Linked DNA regions of Drosophila melanogaster: region 2 is linked to region 1. A link is a contact called in public Hi-C data. All regions are on one chromosome and are shown on one strand. The core of a region is the stretch at or near the end of the contact, and the rest is flanking DNA. Distances in the headings are between cores, read along the strand shown. Region 1 holds the start of CSN6 (COP9 signalosome subunit 6). Region 2 holds the start of CG13850.

The links. Hi-C and Micro-C count contacts between places; a contact is called where the count stands out from the background.
Region 2: a Hi-C map of the Kc167 cell line shows a contact between it and region 1, with 4 times the contacts expected there. The contact joins the promoter of CG13850 here to the promoter of CSN6 in region 1.

What each region holds. Positions count from the first base shown.
Region 1 is chr3R:22,578,682-22,584,383 of dm6, forward strand. It overlaps CSN6 (COP9 signalosome subunit 6), which reads left to right and starts at 2,092. Exons shown (of 2, transcript NM_079727.3): 1 at 2,092-2,594; 2 at 2,653-3,352. The coding sequence starts at 2,214. The coding sequence ends at 3,297. CG33110 reads left to right here. Exons shown (of 6, transcript NM_176539.2): 6 at 754-1,711. The coding sequence ends at 1,035. Dph5 (Diphthamide methyltransferase) reads right to left here and starts at 4,544. Exons shown (of 2, transcript NM_079728.5): 1 at 4,305-4,544; 2 at 3,347-4,234. The coding sequence starts at 4,439. The coding sequence ends at 3,524. CG33107 reads right to left here. Exons shown (of 6, transcript NM_176540.2): 2 at 5,569-5,702; 3 at 5,307-5,510; 4 at 5,018-5,248; 5 at 4,914-4,960; 6 at 4,671-4,842. The coding sequence ends at 4,788.
Region 2 is chr3R:22,408,354-22,414,055 of dm6, forward strand. It overlaps CG13850, which reads right to left and starts at 2,562. Exons shown (of 7, transcript NM_142781.5): 1 at 2,504-2,562; 2 at 2,133-2,328; 3 at 1,359-2,069; 4 at 1,046-1,295; 5 at 710-984; 6 at 587-656; 7 at 213-527. The coding sequence starts at 2,310. The coding sequence ends at 317. lqfR (liquid facets-Related) reads left to right here and starts at 2,948. Exons shown (of 6, transcript NM_170009.4): 1 at 2,948-3,284; 2 at 4,296-4,497; 3 at 4,557-4,926; 4 at 5,008-5,104; 5 at 5,167-5,702. The coding sequence starts at 3,232. It overlaps CG13855, which reads left to right. Exons shown (of 7, transcript NM_142780.3): 7 at 1-287. The coding sequence ends at 167.

The sequences.
Region 1 (5,702 bases), core at 842-3,341:
GTACGATTAAAAGGCTAGAATCTTGTCGTCAACTCTTTAGCATGCAGTGGGTGTGGGTGCCATTAGATTATCTTATGATCAAACATTATCGGTAACTATAAAAGCCCATAACACGCGCCAAGGGGTCGCACAGGGGCCAATCGGAGCCAGCTTGTTGGACTGGGCTAAGCATAGCTAGTCAGCAGCTAGTTAATAGCCTCATATCACACTGACACTCCGGCTAATTCCAATCAATGTGCGCACATTGTAGCCGCACTGAGTGCTTTTTGATTGCCCGCCCAGCTCAAGGGTGCTCCACTGCCAGCCGTTTTATTAGCAGCATTCAAAGAGCTGTAACCCGGACTGCAAAAAGTATAAGTTATGACTCGGCAGTTAGGGAACTGGCTAATTGAATGACGTTACAACTTCCGTAACGAGACAAGCTCCACTCAATGCCCTTCGACAGCGCCAATGACCATAAAGAGGTGGGTCAAGTTGAGCTTTGATTGCGAGCAAGCCGCTCGAAGGAGGCGTGTGCTCTCTCTTCGGAACTTTCCCAGAATTCAAGCGTAACAAGTCTGTTTGCCATATGGTTCCCACAACCTTATTCTTAATATGTGTGATTAGACAAGACAACGTTAATCTGCTTGGACGCACGATAAAAATTACATCAACAATTAGAAAACAAGGTCTAGCTGTGCAACCTACTATAACTAGGGTATAATGAGTATATGATCTCTGTAAAATTCATATTATTTTTCCCTTTTTTTTTAGGCCCAGTTCGTGCTGTGCATCTTCCACACCCTCCGCGCCCTCTTCAGCAACCAGTGCCAGTTCTCCAAGTTCATCTCTGCGCTGCTCCTATTGAATGCATCCATTTTCTTCTGCCTCTTCATGAACTTCTACATGCAGAGCTACAGGAAGACCAAGGCGGCGCAGCAACTGCAGCAGCAGCAGCAACAGCAGAAGCAACAGCAGCAACTGGATGCCACGCCCTGCAAGGCGGACAGCAACAATAACACGGCGATGCTGGCGCAAAAGCTGAAAGCCAACTGAATTGAAAATCGAAAGCAGTGAGAAAAGTGCTTCCAGGGATTGCCCAACATTGGGGGGAACAAATTTTACATAAACGGACCAGATTGGTGATGGCAACGGACGGAACGGAAGTAGTTTTGGTACAAAGGTTTCAACTAACGCTAAGCTAAGCTTAAGAGCCATAAATACACGAGCGTGCACGCACACACACACACAACCACAGAAGAGAACGAAGAAGAGGAAGTCCGCCTTCCGATGATCGATCGATCGAGCATGGGGAACACGGGGCGTATGCGCAACATCAATTATAACTTGGCGATTATCCCCTCGCCAGCTTCGCTTGATTGCTTCGCTTCGCATCGCATCGCATTCTCGCCATCTGTGGCTGCATTCGCATGTGTAGAACCGTACAACAAACTGGGTCAATTTTCGAGATCTGCCTAATGTGTAAGTCGCCTAATTCTAGAACCTCACGAACGAAACGCGTTTAGTCTTTAATTCCCTTAGGCTAAGTGATTATTGTAATTGTAATTGTGTATAGACGATTTGTAAATAGCCTGTTAAATGTTAAATATTTGTAGTCCTAAGCCAACTAGTCTAACTTACAAAATTCGCACGAACAAATACGGCGAGCACGAAATTAAAAGCCAAGACAAATAAAAACGAAGAAAAGATAAATAAAATAAAACCGAAAACCAACCAACTGGGTTTCAATATGTTCTAAATTCACAGCGGAAAAAACTGAGCTGTATATTGGCAGGGTCTTTCGGTGCGAAAGAGATAAATAAATTTTAGAAACATATCAATTTTAGAAACTTCCACAAACGAATCTAGTGCATATTAAAAATATATGTAACCGAATTGACTAAAAATGCTTTAATAGAAATATATATGGTTAATTTGGCGCATAATTAAGCTAACAGGAATTACAAAACATAAATTCAAATATAGTACTCGCTAATACTATAATCGAGCCGGCAACGCCGACGTTCAGTTTAAAAAGGTTCGCGCCACTGCTTAGACTGCATAAGGTGTGGTCACACCATTCTGCTGTCCCGATAGATAGCGATAAGTAATATCGTACTACTGAGAGACCACCAATAACGATAACGACAGCTTATACCGGAGCTTGTCAAACAAAAAGAAGTAAAATTAAGTTTATACCGCAAACTACGTGTAAATAAAGGCCCCCCGACAGCATGGAGCAAATGGAAGTGGACGTTGACATGTCGGCCAAGCCCAGCACATCGTCCTCCGCCGCCGCCGGGAGCAGTATGGCAGTGGATAAGACTGCGGATCAAAACCCACAGCCGCAGGGAAACATAATGGCTGCAGCGGGCACCAGTGGTTCTGTGACCATATCGCTGCATCCGCTGGTCATAATGAACATCTCCGAGCACTGGACACGCTTTCGTGCACAGCACGGTGAGCCGCGACAGGTGTACGGAGCACTGATTGGCAAGCAGAAGGGCCGCAACATTGAGATTATGAACTCGTTCGAACTGAAGACGGACGTTATTGGCGATGAAACAGTGATCAACAAGGACTACTACAACAAGAAGGAACAACAGTACAAGCAGGTGGGTGTCCAAGCCTCTACATACGCTGCTTTACCAGCTGTTACTCTTTTTTCCCCAGGTGTTCAGTGATCTCGACTTCATAGGCTGGTACACAACCGGCGACAATCCCACTGCCGATGACATTAAGATCCAAAGACAGATAGCCGCCATCAACGAGTGCCCCATCATGCTACAGCTGAATCCGCTCTCCCGCAGCGTCGACCACCTTCCCCTGAAGCTATTCGAGTCCCTAATCGATCTGGTGGACGGCGAGGCCACCATGCTGTTCGTGCCCCTCACCTACACACTGGCCACCGAGGAGGCGGAGCGCATTGGTGTGGATCATGTGGCGCGCATGACCTCGAACGAGTCCGGCGAGAAGAGCGTGGTGGCGGAGCATTTGGTGGCCCAGGACAGTGCCATTAAGATGCTAAATACACGCATCAAGATCGTGCTGCAGTACATACGCGATGTGGAGGCCGGAAAGCTGCGGGCCAACCAAGAGATTCTGCGAGAAGCCTACGCTCTCTGCCACCGACTGCCCGTCATGCAGGTGCCCGCCTTCCAGGAGGAATTCTACACGCAGTGCAACGATGTGGGACTGATTAGCTACCTGGGCACGCTGACCAAGGGCTGCAATGATATGCACCACTTTGTGAACAAGTTTAATATGCTGTACGACCGCCAGGGATCCGCGCGCCGCATGCGAGGTCTCTACTATTGATATATGCAAACAATCTATTAAAGCTTCGGAGATAAATACACATAATCGTACGATGGGTGAATGCGGTTTTATTTCAGCTGCCGCTGGGCAGGCTACATACGTATACGGGTGGCATCAAGCGATATCACTTTCTTCCTGAGCTTCCAGCTCCTCTTGCTTCGTAAATTCAATTCAGATGCACAGACAACATTTCCTAGACACTAAATTAGGTAATTTCGCAGCGGAATTAGTGGTTGTAGTCGTCCAGCTTGATGCTGGGGGCATACTGCTGCAAGAACTCCACCTCCAGCGGATGCATCTCCTTGGCGGGAATGATGAGCGAGTGCAGCGGTCCGCCCAAATCGGTCGAGCGCATCTCAAGCAGCGTGCCAACGGCAATCTGCTGCGACTCCTGGCCAACACGGGCCAGTCCAACGCACAGTGACTGCTCGTTGAGCACTGTGTTCTTCTCCAGCGAGTCCTTCTTCTCCACAATGGACAGCAACTGATGAGCCGCCTCCGCCACGGTCATGAAACGCGGTGGCATGTACTCCTTGCGTTTGCGCATCAAGGACTCCGGCGTGGGCTCCTTCACCTTGATGTCCAGCAGGCACAGCGTGTGCATGTTGTGCAGGCGATTCAGCTTGATCTTGTCGTAGAAGCTGTCCGGCTTCCATGTCTCGTCCCAGTACGGAATCGAAACGGTCTCGCCGAATTTGTACAATTGCAGGCCGCAGCAGCCGACGGCGTTCATGATCGATGCATTGTGGATGACCTTGTAGGGGATGTTCTTCTCCTTGGCGCGCAGTATGAAGTCTGTGTGGGTGGTGGCGCCAAAGGGGTCGCCCACCACGAGCAGCGCAACATCGGATTCGCCCGCACCCGCCAGGATCTCATCCGCACCCTGCTCCACCAGATCGCGGTCGGCTAGCAGCAGTGGTCGTCCATAGAACTCTTGCTGCGAACAAAGTGGAGATGCAATTAGCATTGGGGGTGCTCCCAGAACGAAGGCCATTCCAGATACCTACCATATCCTCAAGGCTGCAGCCCAGAATCGAGGTGTACATCTCCAGATAGACGCGACTGCATTGCTTCACTATCTCCAGACCCTTGACCGTGATGTCCTTCAGGTCGCCAAGGCCGAGGCCGATTAGGTAGAACATGCTGGGCGACTGGTGCGACTGCTCGGCCACTGCAACTCCTGCCAAATGTTATTAAAATCGCTTTTTAAATGCAGTCAACACGTGCCGTCGCGCGTTGTGTGACCGCCGCCAGAGCGCCAAGAAATACTCACATTGCGACAATGGGCTAAAAAAGCCTGTGCAGCAATGGCGCGTATTTTGAATTTGAAGGCCATTTCATTTAATTGGGAAATAAACACTAAAAACTTTGGTCCACTACTTAAGAAATGATATATTTGGTTTGCTTTTTTGATCTCAGCTGTATGATACCTATGTTACTCTTAGACTGTAATAATAAGTAAACTACTTAACATAACTACACTCCAGCAATTATTGGAACTCTGAATTTGTTTGCTCGGAAATCTTGAAGCTGCAAAGTTGGGGTCTGTGGATGAAAAATATCATTTAATTAACGTACTTACGTACTTACAACAATATTACGCCATTTCAACTTACGTTGTTGAGGCGCCCCGAACCACGCAATAAGCTATGAATCGTTCAATCTGCAAAGCAATCTTTATCTTTACCGATTCCCTTATTATAAATGCATAGGCACTCACCATCATTTCAAAGTCGCCATAGGCGGCGGAGTGATCCATGCGCACCTGCAGGAAGTACTTGTGTATCTCGGCACCCAGATTGTCCTTCCAATCAGGACACTCCTCGCGTATACGTCTGCAATTGATGATCATGCTGAAAGTGCGGATGAGCATAAACAAATCTGCCTGGCGTCCACTGTTTGCCAACTGGCGCCAGTTGACCGTTTTGGCCATTTCAAAAGCCTTGAGAGCCTGCATATATATGGGTTTAGATTTTAAAGTGCTGATGGAATCAGTTTTAGGTTCATACATATTCCTTCTGGTCCAGTTCAACTGGTTCTCCCGTGTACCGTCCCATTATGGTGAGTAGCAGGGCCATAGCTACATCGTTGCCAAGATGGCAGGATTCTACCATGGCGGGAATCGCGGCCTGCAGGTCCAGCACTCTTTCCAGGCGCTCCATACCCACGCCAGTGATAAGGTTTTCGTACAACCCACTGGCCATGTAGAACATCTAAAGGGAATAAGATGTAATTGATCGGAAATGTTAGGATAGCAGAAAGGGGAACTACCTCCTCCGAGTCCAGGGACTCTGCCAGGTGACACACCACATCCACCATCATGTAGCGCTCCTTCATCAGCAGAACGTTGTCCCTTTGGTACGTCATCATCATAATGGAGAGGGTAAACAGATCGAGCAGCTGCT
Region 2 (5,702 bases), core at 1,312-3,811, 170 kb before region 1:
AGAAGGTGTATGATCCCAAGTTCGTTCTGCACATCGGTAATCTTCACATGCTGGCTCGCAGCCTATTCCACACCTTAGCTGCTGTGGCCACCGAGTTCCAGGAAACGGGCCAATGGTGGAAAGTGGGCATGAACAAGCAACGTTCCAGTAAACTGGATGCCGTCTAAACTATGTGGTTAAAATGACTCCCAGTAACTCACCTTTCGAAATTTGGGTTTAGCTTGTAATTCAGCGCCTAATTTAACATTTACAAAATTTTAACAATTCAAATATTGATCAATCATTACAAGAAAAATTAAATAAACTATAACTGCAATTATTTGCTACTTGCAATCGCCTTGAACTTTGACTCCAAATACTGAACGCGTTTCAGTAGTTTGTCACTGGTGCTGAACTCATTATAGGGCACGGGAATAACGTGGTAACCACTCTTCTCTAGCAGATCAAATGTCAGATTCGTAACGCCGCTGCCACTGCGATGCGTTCCGTGGCAAATGTCATGGAAATCGATGACCATCAGCGCCACCCTGAAATCAAGTTTCATTCATTATAATCAAGTTAATTTATAAAACGTGTAATAACTTGCCTTATTGCATTCGGATTTTCCTTGTCCAAAGGCAGGGGGTTTTTGTTAGCATCAAAATGGCACAGTGCATCTGAAACGACAGTTAATCAGGAATATGGTACACATTAACAAGGAATATCTTACCTATAAGGAAGCCCATTTTAGTGTCTACAGCAGTTTGTAAATGATTGCTGGCCGGCAGCAGACTTTTCAGGGCATCTAGCATTCCATTTACAAGCACTTGCTTTGCTTTAGGATGAGCCATGGGCACCTGATAGACAGGACTGTCAGTGGGCAATAGTGGACCCTTGTAATCTGTGGCTATTAACTGGGCATAGCTATTCAAGTTGAGTAGCCTCATTTTGGAGGTAGCTGTGACACCAGCTTTGTCCTTTTTCAACGTCTCTAGGAAGTCCGCACTGAAAGTAATTACAAATTTAAGTTTTAATTCCAGATTTTCAAGCGTTTCAAAGAACAAACCTCAAAACAGAAGCCAAGTGGCCGTGTTCTACTAGACCCAACATTGTTAGCGACCACACAAAGCTCAACCACTCGGATTGCTTGGTAAAATCCTCGCGGACAATAGACTTTACTAGCTTTTTGCTCACTTCCTCCAATTGAGCGCTTTTGAAGTTTAGCAGGGCCGATGTTAGGAAATAGGCACTGAGATCTTGGGGGCGACAGATTTCACTATTCTTTAAAAGCCACTGCGTAAGTGATTCCAAGATATCTACCGAAAAAAATAAATTACATTAATCACAACTTTTTCTGATGTGTTTATATCCGAGCTAACCCAAATCCCGGTATCGTAAAATGCCCAGGCTGGTGATAATGGATCCCACAACGGCAGACTTCTCCACATTCTTAGGCAGCGCCGATTGCACATCCGCACACACTTTAGCGCCTAGAACAGAATCCTGGAAATTCAACGTGGACATAGCGAACAGCACATCCCCCGCTTGCTTTAAATCCAGCGATTCCGACGCGCTGCTGATATTAAAGGCCAGGGAGCGCAAGAGAGGAGTACTACGCCTCTTCCGCTGGGCCAGGGTGCTCATCACCTTGACCATCTGGGGCAGACTGATGCTAGCTATCAGCTTAGCGGCCTCATCGTCACCAGCTACGCCAAGCACCGTGTTTAGGTCATCTGTTCGGAAGCCGGAAATCCGCTTGGCCGTCCCATTGTCACCAAGGTCCTTGTTGTTAGCATTATTATTTTTGGGAACCGTCCGGCCCAACATCCGGCAAATACGTAGGAACCTTGTGTCGTTCTCGAATTCCGAGATCTTTACTCGATTCAAGGTGCTCCACTCGGCCAGTATGGAGACAATTCTGAGGGCATGCTTCCTCGAGAAGCCATTGTTGTTCTCCGTGATAGTTAGCAGTCCATTGACTGTCTTTGCGTTGATGATACGCTCATCGATCTTGCTGGAGGCTTGGCTTTTGCTCTCATCTTTGGGATCGTCGTTTCTAAGGGATTCGAAAGCAGCGGCTACCATGTGGCCTGCAATAAGGATGGAGTGAATACCAATTAGTAAGGAGGACAACAATTTTAGAATCTACCTACCCCTGGGCTTTTTGGCCGCCTCCTCCACAGCCGGCGCGCGTGCTTCCGGCTCCACTGCATCCGATTGTGCTCCAGTGGGCGCCACGGGAATGCCCGCTGCCCGGACACTGCTGCTGAAGGCTGCACGGCGGTACAACTGGGTGACAAAACTGCCGGCAAAACGTTGTAGTCCCAACATTTTCAGTCAATCCACACGCTGCAAGAGACCACAGAAGTTTACATAACCTTTTTGTTTACATTTTTAGCGGCCAGGAAGGGGCTTTACAAAGCATGCCAATGATATAGGCTTATATTCATGACTTGAACCGTCTTATTTCCCCTGATATCCTTCACGTTTCATTTAGTATTTTCATTTATTTTAGTAAACTTTCCTATTGAACGTTGAGAATCCACAGATGACAGCAGCGTTCAGCTGATGGTAGTGTAGGGTAAGACCCGTCGGCTCCATGCAAAGCTTTTGTAACACTGCGAGCTGTGCTGCCAACTCAGCATTTTCTAGCTAGATCTGGCGTTTTTTATTCCGGAACTTAGGTGTCATTGCATGTGCTTTCGGTTATTTGGTAAATGCTTCCAATTTTATTACTATGCCGATTTCTCTTTGTGCTTTATTAATAAGAAAACTAATGTTTTATTGAACTATTTCGGTTATTGGTAAATGGTTCCCATTTTATAACTATGCCGATTTCTCTTTGTGCTTTATTAATAAGAAAACTAATATTTTATTGAACTATTTGGAGCACAAATTTAAAAAGCTAATTTTCATTAATAACGGCTACAGCTATTTATCGGATTTAGCTACACTTGAACAGTGAGAGTTGGAAACACTGTTTGCAACACTGGACACGACAGCTCACCAAATATTAGCTGCTGTGATTTTGTTTTACAATTTTCGTTTAAATTTTTACATTTTTGTTTGCGGAAAGCGCGGGTGCGAGACAGGTGCGCCGTTTCCATGCAAAAGTGCAAATCGTCAGCTGCAAAACAGTCAGAAAACGGCACGCCAAGCGAAAACGAGTTCGACGTCTTGTTGTAGTTGGATTTTCCAGCCACTTTTCGACGAGATTGTGTGAAAAATTCCGTAGCATTCAATAGTCTCAAAATGGTGGATAAATTCATCAGCATGTGGAAAGTGCGCGAATTGGCGGACAAGGTGTAAGTGATCAGGAATATATAGGATATATCCATACGTATATGTAATGGGATGTGTGTATAACATTCCCTTAACGCCGAAGTGAATGTTAAGACTCCCACGCCCCAAGTTTTCTGATTTCCCGCCACGCCCCCAACTCCTCAAGGATTTCAAAAGCCCTATGTCATGCATAAATCCCTAATAATTCATAAAGATATCTTACTTATGGATCAACTGCATCGGGGTGCTGGATTAGGTTCACGTTTTTAACTGCTTTCAAGGTTGTTCGCCATTTCAAGAGAGCTTTACCAACACAGCCACATTCCGATATTGATATCCATGTGTATATGCGCCTGTGTGTGTGGGGCTTTATCAAGAAACAATTTGTTTGCTTTCGACTGCCCAAATATAACAATTTTTTCACCTGTGTTAACAGCTCCACTTCCAGGCTTTCCAGTGAAATGGGTGTTTCTCTTTCCCCCATCGAATTATTAATTATGGGTGTCCCCTTTCACCTGCGCCTTTTATGGGGTAGTTATTTCTAAAAGCGAGCCTATAGTTCGAATAAATAATGGTGGCTCGATAGCCAACACCGAACTCATTAGGTTAAGTGCGCGGGTACACCTTTCCTAGGGCTTATCTCGAACTGATAAGGAACACCTAGATGGCCCATTTGCGACAATTGGCCCACTTCCATCACGTTTCGAACGTCTATCAACGTCGCAGCCAAGCCATGCGTATTACTTATTTATCTGCATCTTTGCATTGTATATCCATATCGTCACACAACGTTTACTTAAAAATACCAGTTCTGATTAACTGGCCCTCTATCTATTTGATTATCTATTCAATTGAGTTTACGGAATGTCCCAGTCAATATGCCTTTTTTCTTTACTTAAGTATATATCAATTATTTAAGGAAACAAGCTCGGATTAAGATTTGTATTTACATATGTACAAAAGTTCTACGACTAACATCGTGAATAGTTAATAGTTACTTTAAAATAAAACAATGACTTCGTTCCCACTTGCAGCACCAATGTCGTGATGAATTACACGGAAACGGAGGGCAAGGTGCGGGAGGCCACCAACGATGATCCTTGGGGGCCTACAGGACCCCTCATGCAGGAATTGGCCTATTCCACCTTCTCATACGAAACATTCCCGGAGGTGATGTCCATGCTGTGGAAGCGCATGCTGCAGGACAATAAAACCAACTGGCGACGCACGTACAAGGTAACGTTTTCAGTTTAAACTAATAAATATAGAGCTAACGAGTATATATTTACTTACAGAGCCTCCTTCTGCTAAACTATTTGGTGCGAAACGGCTCTGAACGGGTGGTAACCTCCTCTCGGGAGCACATCTACGATCTGCGCTCGCTGGAGAACTATACATTCACCGACGAGGGCGGCAAGGATCAGGGTATTAATGTTAGGCATAAGGTACGAGAGCTTATAGACTTTATTCAGGATGATGATCGTTTGCGCGAGGAGCGCAAAAAGGCGAAGAAGAACAAGGACAAGTACATCGGCATGAGCAGCGACGCCATGGGCATGCGAAGCGGTGGCTACAGCGGCTATAGCGGTGGATCTGGAGGAGGCGGCGGTGGCAGCGGTGGCTACAATGATGGCGACTATCGCTCTAGTCGTGGAGACAATTGGTGTAAGTAAGAAATTTTTATTTTTTTAAGATTTTTGTTCAAATTCTCTATATGTAATATTAATATTGATGATTTTTCTTCAGACTCCGACAAAAGCGCCGACAAGGATCGGTATGAGGATGATGATACTCACTACGATGGAGAGCGAGAGGGATCCGATAGCGACTCACCCAGTCCAAGGCAAGTTTTCACTTTTCCGATTAACCTGCTCTATATCCTAATGTACTCTTTTCTCCTCACAGACGTAACTATCGATACAATGACCGTGCGAGTCCTGCCGAAGTAGCCAGCGAGGCCAAACCTTCCAGCCTCAACATGAACATTCGTTCGAAGACCGTCAGTTCCCCTGTCTCCAAGCAGCCCACTTCAACGGCTTCTGCCAAGCCAGCGCTGTCCCAGAAGAAGATCGATCTGGGTGCGGCAGCAAACTTTGGAAAGCCAGCTCCTGGCGGTGCTGCTGGCATTCACTCACCAACTCACCGTGACACTCCCACCAGCGTGGACTTGATGGGCGGCGCTTCGCCATCGCCGTCTACTTCCAAGGCAAACAATAATACGCAAAGCAATAACAACGATCTGCTGGACGATCTGTTCAAGACCTGCTCGCCACCGCCGGGGCAGGAGAAGACGCTGAACAGTGCTGCCGTGATTGTGGATGACGATGATGACTTCAATCCGCGTGCCAGCGATGCTAGCCAGCAGGAATTCGGCGACTTCGCCTCTGCTTTCGGGCAGCCCTCGGCGGGATCGACGATCAGCGAGCCACCATCAACGGGCC